Linked DNA regions of Drosophila melanogaster: region 1 is linked to region 2. A link is a contact called in public Hi-C data. All regions are on one chromosome and are shown on one strand. Each heading gives the region's core, a stretch centred on a gene start, on an enhancer-like site or on the middle of the called end of the contact. The rest is flanking DNA. Distances are from core to core; before and after follow the strand shown.

The links. Hi-C and Micro-C count contacts between places; a contact is called where the count stands out from the background.
Region 1: a Hi-C map of the Kc167 cell line shows a contact between it and region 2, with 1.7 times the contacts expected there. The contact joins the promoter of lncRNA:CR44471 here to the promoter of CanB in region 2. A contact is called at or near these places in 16 of 107 Hi-C or Micro-C datasets (the Clone 8 cell line, the D17-c3 cell line, the Kc167 cell line and 5 more) and 1 of 6 datasets of contacts at active chromatin or transcription factors (the Kc167 cell line).

What each region holds. Positions count from the first base shown.
Region 1 is chrX:5,431,882-5,437,343 of dm6, reverse strand. lncRNA:CR44471 (long non-coding RNA:CR44471) reads right to left here and starts at 3,905. Exons shown (of 2, transcript NR_123797.1): 1 at 3,692-3,905; 2 at 1,547-2,037. CG15784 reads right to left here. Exons shown (of 1, transcript NM_001297962.1): 1 at 4,818-5,462. The coding sequence ends at 5,000.
Region 2 is chrX:5,329,002-5,335,110 of dm6, reverse strand. CanB (Calcineurin B) reads right to left here and starts at 2,612. Exons shown (of 3, transcript NM_001258602.1): 1 at 2,593-2,612; 2 at 2,011-2,058; 3 at 662-1,741. The coding sequence starts at 1,706. The coding sequence ends at 1,194. XRCC1 reads right to left here and starts at 5,235. Exons shown (of 5, transcript NM_131989.4): 1 at 4,959-5,235; 2 at 3,641-4,897; 3 at 3,492-3,580; 4 at 3,101-3,429; 5 at 2,676-3,042. The coding sequence starts at 5,009. The coding sequence ends at 2,924. It overlaps CG3309, which reads left to right and starts at 5,764. Exons shown (of 2, transcript NM_131988.3): 1 at 5,764-6,109. The coding sequence starts at 5,842.

The DNA.
Region 1 (5,462 bases), core at 2,656-5,155, 100 kb before region 2:
TGTACAGGATTTGGCGCCCACTGAAATCAAAACTGAGAATATTTTAATGCCATACACAGACCTCAAGGGATTTGCTTACTTTTTACGTTAATTTAATATTTAAAAAAAAAAAAATAAAAAGTTTAATTATTTGGTATGGCAAATAGACTGAATAACTCGCCTTCAACTTTAACTGCAACTTATTTACCATATGGGGGACATACGGATTTAATTCCGAGCTCATTGCCCAATTCGGTGCTAACTCAATTTAGTTTACACTCGGCAAGTGCCTTTCTCCTCCTTCGTCTCCTTCTCCACTCTTCCCGCTCCACCCATTTCATCTGCCACTCTCCCCCCCCCTCCCCTCCATGGAGCAACCACTTTGGAAGAGGTAAGGTAAGCAACATTGTCATCTACATGTGCGTCTACATATTCAGATGCTGTGGACGAGCTGCCGTAGGCTGGGAAAACTTTTTTGTGTGCGCGCCCCAAAGTATGCAGCTAAAAAGGAAAATGCTGCGAGTGCGCTGGTGTGCGTGAGTTGAGTGCAGTGTGCGTGTGTGCGAGTGTGTGTGTGTGTGTGTGTGTGCTGGATGGATGGGTAGCTGGCTGGGAAGTGGTTGAAAATTTGTCGTAAATATTAAAATTTCATACGTTTATGCAAATTCACTTTCGACAACTTCACTTCCTGTCGTGCTTTTGGACTTCAGCATTTTTCGCACCTCACTTCGGCTTCTGTAATTCACCAGGCACTCAAAAAAAAACAAAAAATAAAAAAGAGGAGCCACAAGCTACAAATATGTGCATATAACTATATTTATAAATATATAAATATCATCAGCAACATCAGCAATTTACATTTACATTCCCAAGAGCAACAGCTGCACTTAATAATACTACATACATACATATGTATGTTTGTGTGCAGTTGTATGTTTTTCAGTGTGTTTCTCTCAGTGTACGCACACACGTACCTGCTGCTGAGTAAAATGAGTTGTCGCTTTATATGAAAATGAACATTTATTAAGTTGAAATTACATTACAAATAATTTTCATATTATTGTAATGCACACACACGCGTATTTGCCTATGAGGGGCGTTGGATCGTTGGGGCGTGGCAGACGTGGGTGGCGAGTAATAGCCTTGTAATATTTATGTAAATGCTTAGCAGCGCTGCCGTCTCCCTCACACCGCCTATCGCCGTCTCTGTCTGCGAGCGAAACATCTCTGCCGACTGTCAGTCAGTCGCCACTCTTTTCCTGCCAGCCACTTTCTTATTTTTTTTCATTTGCATAAAATGTTTTAATAAAGATTTTGATTTCACTCGGCTAAGTGACTAAGTAAATGGAATAATTGCCTTTTATAGCGAACAATTTGTCACATCCTGTATGCCGGTTTTTTTTTTTGCTCCACAAAAACTGCATCGCCTCGCATTTAATTGCCATCGATTTAATAATAATCATAAAAAATGACTTATACATTTATCATTAGTAAGTACTCGAAACGATAGCCTACACCATTCCATGGAAATTCCAATCGTTTTCATTTGCATTTACATGGAAAACAAATAATTTATTAACTGCAAGCCTGCTTACAAATTAAAACAATTTCATTTGGTTGCCATATCTGCTCTTCGTTTTCCGGACAATTTCCAATTACCAAGCTTCTAAGATTCATGTATCGATGGCCGGATATTTCACGGGAAATTCGATCATTATTAAATTGTTCGTTTCATATATTTTTTGCCAATTAGTGGAGCTTTCAATCAACGACATCTTCAACATGAATCGACTGTTTTTGACTAAACTCATGCTTCGCCATTATGTTGAACTTAGTGAATAGCTTAGTCTAAATAGTTAATTGTACCACGTCTGCAGTTCTCGGTATACTGAAAATTAATTACCAAGGTGTACAGCGGGTGTTTGAAAGTCCTCAAACATCGCGCATACGCCATGTTGACCTTGCAAGCTGCACTTTTCTGTCCATCCATTCCCAGCTGCCGCTGTCCAGACAACATCTTCGCCACTGTTTGCTTAGTCCGGCTTGCTGGAAATGGAACTGAAAAAAAATGTTAGTAACGTGGCACATTCCGGAGGAATATGGAGGAACCATACCCAGAACTAGAACCGAGAACCAGAAACGAGAACCGAGAACTGAGAACCGTAAAGGCTGCGTTGCCGGACAAGAGCTGCATACGAAATGCGTTGCAAGTGGGCTAAGGGTTATCATTCGAATGGAGGAGGATTGTGGAGAGAGAGAGAGGGGGGGGTGTGGTTGGGTTAAGGTGTCGGGGTCACCCGCCCATTGTTACAGTTTCCACTGCTCTGGCACTCTGCTCACGTAACATTCGTATAACTTTCTATGTATCTGCATTCGCACCTAGCCAACTAGTCACCCAGTCACCCAGTCACCCAGCCACCCAACGCCTCCTGACAAATATCTATTGTGTAGTATTATGGTGGTCATTGTTTGCCAGTTAGCAGAGACTGCTGGTGCCGTAGGAAAAAGAAAAAGAAAAAAGAAAAAATACCGGAAAATTCGAAGAAACGAGCGTACGCTGTCATCATCTCAGCTCTCAGCTTATTTGCACTGATATCACGGAATGCAACGAGGTGCATACTTTTCGGCTGTCACTTAATAACAACGAAACAGACGTACAAAGTTGCCTGTGATGATAACTGTATTGTTTTTTTTTTTTGAAAATCCATGGGGCTTTTTAATTTCCCAAACGAAGCACCGCATTTTAATAAGCCAAAATAAAAAGTGAGCGGAAAACGAAAGTTTTGGCCAAATAAAACTGATTCGAGTCATTCGTCTGCTGAGTTTACTTTCCCTGCGTTTGACACACACACACATACACACACACATACAGAGATTAAAGGCCCGCAGCTTTTCCACCTGTCTTAAGGGAAATAAGGAAAATTATTTTAAAAAAAAATATATATACATATGTATATCATAATGGTATGCATACCGTTCGCACTCTGAAAGTAAAATCGCAAATGCGGCGAAACAGGAAGTGTGGCAATCAAATGGTTGTGGCGGAAGGGGGCGTGGCAGATCCTTCGCTTATATTGAATTTTAAGCTTTCGACAATGACGACAACGGAAGGATTTGCGCCACAACCTTCGTTTCCCGCCGCAATTTTTCCCGTCTTTCACCCTGATTTTCTGCGCGTGACTTTGTTTTAGAATTGCCCTCCTCGTGTTTATTTTTTTACTTTTTTTTTTTGATTTTACCAACATGTGGCAAAATTATTTCCGCTCAAAAATCGACTTCCGCCCGCTTACGCTATTCAAGCCACACTTTTGCTCTTACCTTCGCCCTTTCGCAAGTTTTTGTTTTCGGGGAAATTGAAAGACCTGCAAGTGACAATGGCAGTGGAGACGGAAGAAAATGCAGTCAAGTCGATTTCGTATTTAATAACCATTTAACTATGAACTATGCTGCTATAAAGTTTATGCTGCATATATGTATGTACATTTATATCTGTGAATATCTATCGTTTTTCACTGTGGCAAAACAAATCAACTTTTCCGATTGTAAACTTGCCCCAAAAACAAAAAGAAAATTATAATAACAACGAACAGCAGAAAAAGGCCAAGAAAAGTTGCTGCGCCTGTCACATTGTCACAAAAATCGAATAAAGTTTTCCATTGAAATCGCACACACACACACACACCCCCTTAGATTTGTGTGCTTTTCCGCTTACCTGTTGCCACCTTTTTTGTTGTTGTCGTTTTGGCAATGGAAAGGTGCGCTCACTTCCTGGTCCGCCGGCTGGTCAGAGGTCAGGAGTTCAGCGCTAAAGGCACAAACTCACCGTGGCACTGCGTTTGTTCCATTATTAAACGGCACTTTGGCCACGCAGGCAAACTACCCGGCGTTTCTTCAACTTTGGCCGACAGCTCCAATGGTTGGGTGCGTACCATCTAAAAACTGATTCCATCGACTGCCAGACAAAAGCGGTAACCATTTGGCCACCACCCACCACCCACCAACCAACCAACAACACAGTAATTAGAAATCGGGCACAGTTGCCTGGGGTACTGGGAACAGTGTTCGCAGCCGCTTAGTGTTCCCACTGCTGTTCCCAGTATTTGTATTTCTCTTAAAAGCGCTTAAGAGCGGATTAAGCATTAGCTTTAGCTAAAGGAAAATTAATGTTTTTCTTATATGCAATATAAGCAGTTAGGCTAACTATTCAGTTGTTAACACAATAAAGTTAAAAGGTGTATTTATTTGGACATATTACATTTAATTACAAGAATGCTGGATCTCTGATTGTCAGGCTTTCCCCTCCGCAGCTGAGAACAGTTGCGACCACAAACTGTACCCACTTGAAGGAGAGAATGCAGTCAACATTCTGCGTCCGCGATTCATCCACAGGTTGTTACAATATAAACCCAACCAATTAATCTAAAATGGGTTAATTTGCGAGTTTTGCAGTGTCAAAACAATAATATTTAACCAGGTGAAAAACCTATAATTTGATAAGCCTATCAAGCTTGTTATCGCTGCCATTGCATTGTCATTTGGTTGGGGAAAAACCTCTGCAGGAATACACCAATCTTATCGCGGTGCGTAATGTCCATAAGCCCCCCATTCGCATTTCCCCAACTTAAGCAACACAAATAGAGTAATTACTCACTCGTAATGTATCTAGTTTAAAGTGTAGTTTTAATTCATTTCCGCCAGCTGCATTAATAATGCAATTGAGTCATTTGCAATCGCACTCAGAAAGTAATGGGTATTATATAGTTGAGCTTAACGAATGCACTTGTACCGTGGAGAAGAAAATAAATAAATTAAGTTTCCATAAAAAATACGAAGTATATAGATTTGAGTTTTGTTTTTTTTTTATTTAATTTCATTTTTTTAGATGTTTTTTTAATGATTTTTTATAGAATAATAGAATAGAAGCTTCTGGGTGTTAAATGTATAGTAATATTGAAGGTTATATGTGTGGGAGGTTGTATTGAAGGAATCTTAATGCATCTTAAACGCTGGCTGCGATTGCCTAATCACGTCCATGTCCATGTCCATGGCCATGTCCATGTCCATGTCCATGCCCATGTCCATGAGCGCGTTTTCCGTGCTTCTTTTTGCCCTTCTTGCGCTCCTCCCTCTCGACTTTGGGGAAACTCTCCTGCTTTTCCTTGCGGCAGTGGGATCGGGACAGAGAACGACTGCGACGACCTGGAGGGAACTCAGCTGGTGGTGGTCGATGATGGGCAATAGGAAACTCCGGACGGGGCTGGTGCTCAAAACGCGGTCCTTCACCGGATTCTCTTTGGGGAACGTCAAAGAATGGTCCGAATTGGGGGCCATGTCCATGTTCGACAAATGGACCATGATGTGGACCAAAGTGATGGCCATGGTGTCCGCCGTGATGGGGACGGTAACCTTCATGGCGCGGACCAAAGTGGTGGTGGCCATGTGGAGGTCCGAAGTGGTGCCCGCGTCGATGGGGAATCTTCTGC
Region 2 (6,109 bases), core at 1,363-3,862:
CATTCGCAAATTTGTACTGAACAACGTGGCGTATACGTAATATTTATGTTTCATTAGTAGATAGATGTTTTATATCAATGGATAAACTTTTCCCACTCATTTGTGACATTTCTGCTCTATACTAAGGTAATTTTAATCTCAACATGGATGAACTTCTTCCACTGCTTTGTTCTAAACAACGTGGCGTATACGTAACATGTATGTTGGTGTGTCTTGTCACATGAGGGACGTCACACACACACACACGTGTAGTTGGAAAATCGGTGACCTACAAAACATTTAATCGTTGCCAACGGCCAAAAAGTTTTCGGTTACTTTCGGCCGGTGGCTTCCTTCCCACATTTTGTGGTGACCATCTTCTACGGGGTCGGCTTTCGGGAATCCGGAATTTCGGGCGCCGAGCTGAACGACACGCACGTGTTCTTCGTCCAAGGACTCGCGGACCGTGGAACTCTGAGGGCATCTGAACCCGCCGGCCAAAGAACCCAGCCCACATTCGTCCACCTCCCATCAACAGATAGTGGTAGTACAACGAAAAATCACCAAGTAAACGCTTGTTGGGGGTTTTGAGTTTAGCTTTGCGATAAACAGTGTTTAATTGTAGTTGTTGTTGTAGTTTTCTTTTGTCAATTTTTTTTTTTTTTTTTTTTTTGATTTTTTTACATATCTTATACACAACATTTAGTCGAGAGATGAACTTAAGTGTTAGGCTTGAATTGAACGTAGAGTTTAGGATATAGTACAAACTAGTTTAAGATGATGCGAACAATCCCAATCGTAGAGCTGTTCGAACCTCGAAAGTATGTCATTTCGAATGGAAGGAGGAATGGAAGGAGGGGTATAGATGAGTTCTTTGGTTGAGTGGTCCGTTGCCGGTGGTTTCAAGTATGAGTATAAGACACAATTCATTGCATTCTGTGGATGATAGAGATCGATCGGTTTGGATCGTTTGGAACAAAGTGTACTCTATATATATGCGATAGGTATCAATAAATTGAGTAAACTGCTTCGTTTTTGGCACGCCTCAAACGCCCTCACAGACTCACAGACAGACCGTTTATTATAAAGCTGAACATGTTTCAAGGGAAGTGAAGGTACACACACACACACACACACTCATTACGGAAAATCGGCTATACATATTGTATCATATCTACAATTGTATATATATAGTACTCATTATGTGGCTCAATCTAAACATCGACAACCATTTTCTTGTGAATATCGGTATTGCCCACCACCGAGCAGAATTCATCGAACGATATCTTGCCATCCTCGTCCTTGTCCGCAAAGCAAATGGTCTTGTCCACGATCTGCTGCAGCTGTGTGTCCTTCAGATTGTTGCCCACCATCATCTTGAGCACCTGGAAGAGTTCCCCGTTCGAGATGTAGCCATCATTGTCCATATCATAGATGCGGAAGGCGAATCGCAGCTTGGACAGCTTATCGCCGCGCACGCTAAACTGCGACACTCCCTGGATAAACTCCTTGAAGTCCACCTCCCCGTTTCCATCCGCATCGAAGATATCGATAACCCGCTGCACCAGCGGATTCTGCTGCAATTCCGGCAGCGACATGAACTCATCTATGCTCAGCGCACCCGAGTTGTCCAGATCCAGCTTGCGGAATCGCTTGCCCAGCCTACGGATCTCGTCCGCATCGAAGTTGGAACACATGTCCATGGGCAGGGAGGTCTCGTTACCCATGCTGGCCTTTGGTTACTTAGTTCTCTGGTCTAGATCTGCGAATGGAACGCAAGCGTTAGAAGGCAGGGCATTCTGCTCTACGGAGAAAAAGATGATTCCAAATGAATTTCGATAATAAAAAAAAATATATCATCAGAGAATTGAGGAACATTTGAGTTACCAATGAGAAAAATTAGAAGGATATTCGGTATGTGCAAAAACTGATGCATACTCCCAGGCTGCCCAATGTTCCACTTCTCACTGAATAGCTTCGAAATCATTTGGATTGCACTTTTTCTCAGCGTTTTCAGCACGACTTTCTTACCCAAAATTTTTGTTGTTAATAACTCAATTTTTCAACGACTGGCACGCTCTAAAAAAAAAAAGGGGGGGTGAAGTGCAAGTTAGCAGCATACTTTTAATTATGGCTCAATCGTATCGATTTTTCCAAATTCCACAACTTTTCACCACTCGTTTTCGCTTCAGCAAGGTTGGAGTGGAATCTCTGCAGTGGCACAAATCCGGATGGAACTGCGTTGGCCAGGATGCTTGGGTGAATCGCATTGCGAAAACGCAAGTGGTAGCCATAGATATTTACCATAAATAAACAATAGTTGCGCTGGATTGTTAAATTCCCAAAAAAAAAGCTCTCTACTCGCTCGACAGCAAATACACGACTGCAGGCGAGTGAGAGAGTTTTCACCGTTAGCTCTCGCCAACGAGTGGGAGAGCGCGGAGAGCGCAGCTGTCAAAAGCGGACAGCTGTTGCTTTTCCACCTGTTTTTTTTTTTGTTCTTTTCGGGGGCTGCAAATTGGTTTTCCACTTGTGCACTTTCGCTATCTTTTTAGTCTTTTTAATGCATAGTTTTGGGCGTAAACGGGTTTTCTTCGCTTAACCATAGCATGCCTATGGGTGGAAAGTCCTTGTAGTACCGTGCTATGCGTTAGTACATTTTTTGTGAATTTCTGCTAGAGATGGACCATCGCATTAGCCCAGAGGTGGTTTATTTGATAGTTTTTTTTAAATGAACATGCGATAGATCTATTATAATATCAATATTTATTCCTTGGGCTCTTTTTTCAAAATGGTCCAAACTAATCACTTATTTTGAATTTGTCGAATTTTTGATAACGAGCATATTCGATTAACAAAGTACAAAAATATGATACTTGCACATTACAAGCAATTTAAGTAATAAAGTCGTATACAAAATATGAGATGAGGTTAGAAATGGCACCTAATCGATTTGTTTCTTCTTTAGCTCCAGATAATCCTCTTCATCGGTACTAACTTCGTATATATCTTGCGATTTCGTCTTTACTGTAGTCCTTAGTTTGGCTTTCTTCGTTTTGTTTTCTAAAAGCAAACAATAAAATATCTAAAAAAAAACAGGGCAGAACAACAGAGAGTTTACCCTCAGCCACGCGCTGCAGTTCATCTTCCGTATCAATGCCCGATAAGGCATCTGGATTCATTTCCACATCATTCTGATCCGCTAGAGCTGTTAGCTTGCTATCCTCTAGCATTGCCACATCATCCTTGCTGGAATCGCGCCGTGGCCTCGTCGCCTCATCGCAAAGCTCCTCATCGCTCTCCGGCTGGCCAATGTCATTGGTATCCAGGGCGTAACGTCGCCATGGCAGGTACTTCTTCAGCTCATAACATTTCTCGATCCAACTGCGTGTCACAATCTTGCCCTTGCCCTTCACTTGATTGTATTTCGGTGTGTTTTTGAATGCGCATCTGTTTGGGTTTCATTTTAAGAATTAGCGGGCGCATACTAGATCAATCTGGACTTCACTTACATCAGATGGGTACATCCTGATCCCCAATCAGCCTTATACTTGGCTCCCAAGGCGACCGCTTTCGAACGCAAGTCTGCACGATCGGGATTCTGAAAGCAGAAGGGATGGGTTTAAATCGAGTTGTGATGCAATCAAAAGAATTTCCTTGCCTGTATGCCACTGATGACCAGGACCACACCCTTGAGTAACTGATTAAGGGGACGGTATTGAATCGCTGTGTCCACGATCTTTTGCTTTTTGGCGGGCGTTACTGCGACTGCGGTGGGAGATGAATGTCGCTTTTGCGCAGTTGGGCGCGAACTTTCCTTGGAATTCGAGGTGTCCGAAGATCTGTGATCATGCTTAGATTTCTCCTTCCTCCTGGACTTCTCCTCCTTCGAATGCGATCTTTCCTCTTTTCGTAATTGCTCTTTCTCTTCTTTGGCTGTGGATTTTTCTCTGGAGGACGAATTGTGCTCCTTTGCCGGTGGTTTGTCTTCTTTGCTGATTGACTTATCCAAGGAGTGCCTGCTTGACTTTTTCTTTCTGCTCTCCCTCTCCTTTTCCTGCTCCAATCGCCGTCGATCCTTGTCCGCCTCCAGATGCTTGCTCAGCCGTTGTTTCTTTGCATTGACCTCAGCGTCCTTCACGTCCTCATCATCGTCGCCGAACAAGAGTGAAGCTCGATTGCGATCCAGGGGCTTGGCATCCAATGGCGTCGGAGAAACCGATCGCAGAGCATTGAGAACTGGTGATGGCGACGTCGAGGTTTTGGGCGATGCAGCCAGGCTAGAAACCTTGCCAGCGCTCAGCCTTCGCAGGGCCGTGGAGCCGGCGTCCCGAATGGCCGCTGCTGTGGAGGTCGCACTGATCGCGGGCGACTTGTGCTGCGTCTGCTTCTTCCAGCTGTGAAATCTGTTCACTTGATTGTCCGTTTCCGAGTCCGGCGACTCCTCGCGCAGCTTAAAGGTCCCGAATTGCATAACACCCTGCGGCACTAGGGATTTGACCTTAGGCGCCGCAGCAGCCACTACATGCACCTTGACGAATGAGAGCCCGTATGGCACATGACGATTGAAGGGCTGTGTGCAGACTATCTGAAGCAGCTTCCACTTCTCCGGCAGTGCACTCTCCGCCAGCGAAGTGCTACTGAAACAGCGAACGCGATTTGGATTGCTGGAATTCTTGCTCTCGATGGGCGTCATAAACGAACTGGATAGCAGCAGCTCGCGGAAATCGTCCGCCTGGCAGCCTGTTCGACTGACCAGCACCTCGATGAAGGCGGCATGTTCGTTGCCAATATCGATGCCCGTAATCTGTTGCGGCTCCTCGAACTCCAGCACAACGTATGCGGATTTCTCTCCCGGCGCCTTGGTTCGCCACTTCTTGCCGGCGTTTTCCTTGAGCAGATTCGCCGCTACGTGCACCTGGCCAGCGGGATTGCATAGTTATATAGATGTACATTTGTTATATAGGAGCATTACTCACCGCATCTTCGCTGCTCACTTCGCGTACGGACTTGAAAAGCGCAATTGGCATTTCGCAAGTCGCATGAATTTACACTGAGACGCCGATGATTTTGCGGCAAATTGCTTTGCCGACAGTTGCGCCTGCGATTAAACTGATTGTCGAAAGGGAATTGCGTCGGTTGCATGTGTTGCCATGTGCGCTAGAATGTTTGTTTATTTCTTTTATCTTTTGATGATGGGCGGTGAATTATGCTGATTTTGCTTAACCAACTATTTCAAAAATAAAACCTGTATTGTGTGCACTAATTGCCCATCACTAGCTGTGCTGACAGCCTAGCTGGATATCGCTAAATATGGTCTCTTCGTCACCATATCAAAATACTAGCTAGTTAATTGGTTAACCAACACTGGTCACTTCAATTCAACTTTATTTCATTACGTTTATTAAGAAAATGCTAAAGATCTGTTTTGTTTGCAAAGGTTATTATAATTATATTATATTATATTATTCATTATATTCATTATATTATATTATATTATTCAAGAGATTAAATCGCCAAAGTGGCAGCGCTGGTGAAAAGCAAAAAAAAGGTGAAAGTTTTGAAATGATAAATTTGCACATAGAGATGAGCAGTGATTGCAAACGGTGACAAGAAACAAGATAAATATTTAGTAATATATAAAAATAATAACAAACCGTTAAGAAAAGCTAACGAACAGTATGACTGCGCTAATTTATTATATTTAAAAACAAATGATTGTTTATTAGCAAATACTATCGCATTAAATGGTGACTGGCGATAATAACGGTAACTGCAAGCAGTGAACAACTATCGCCCTTCCCTGATTCCCCTTGTCAATGTCGCTGGCAAATAAATAAATAAATATCAACAAAATACAGAATGAGCGCGGATGCGAGAATCAAGCAGATGGCGCCATCGCTGGACACCACCGAACGGGAGAGGGAGCACCAGAACGTGGATGCCACCAACTCGAACTCGGAGCCCAGTGCCAGCGATTGGGTGAACTTCTCGCAATGGATGCACTGCTTCTGCGTGGTCACCTTCGATCTAAATCTTGGGCAGGCGCTGGAGCACGTCTATCCGCCGGCTTTCATGCCCAGCGACCAGGAGGTTAGCAACATTTGCTACATGGCCTTCCCGGACTCAA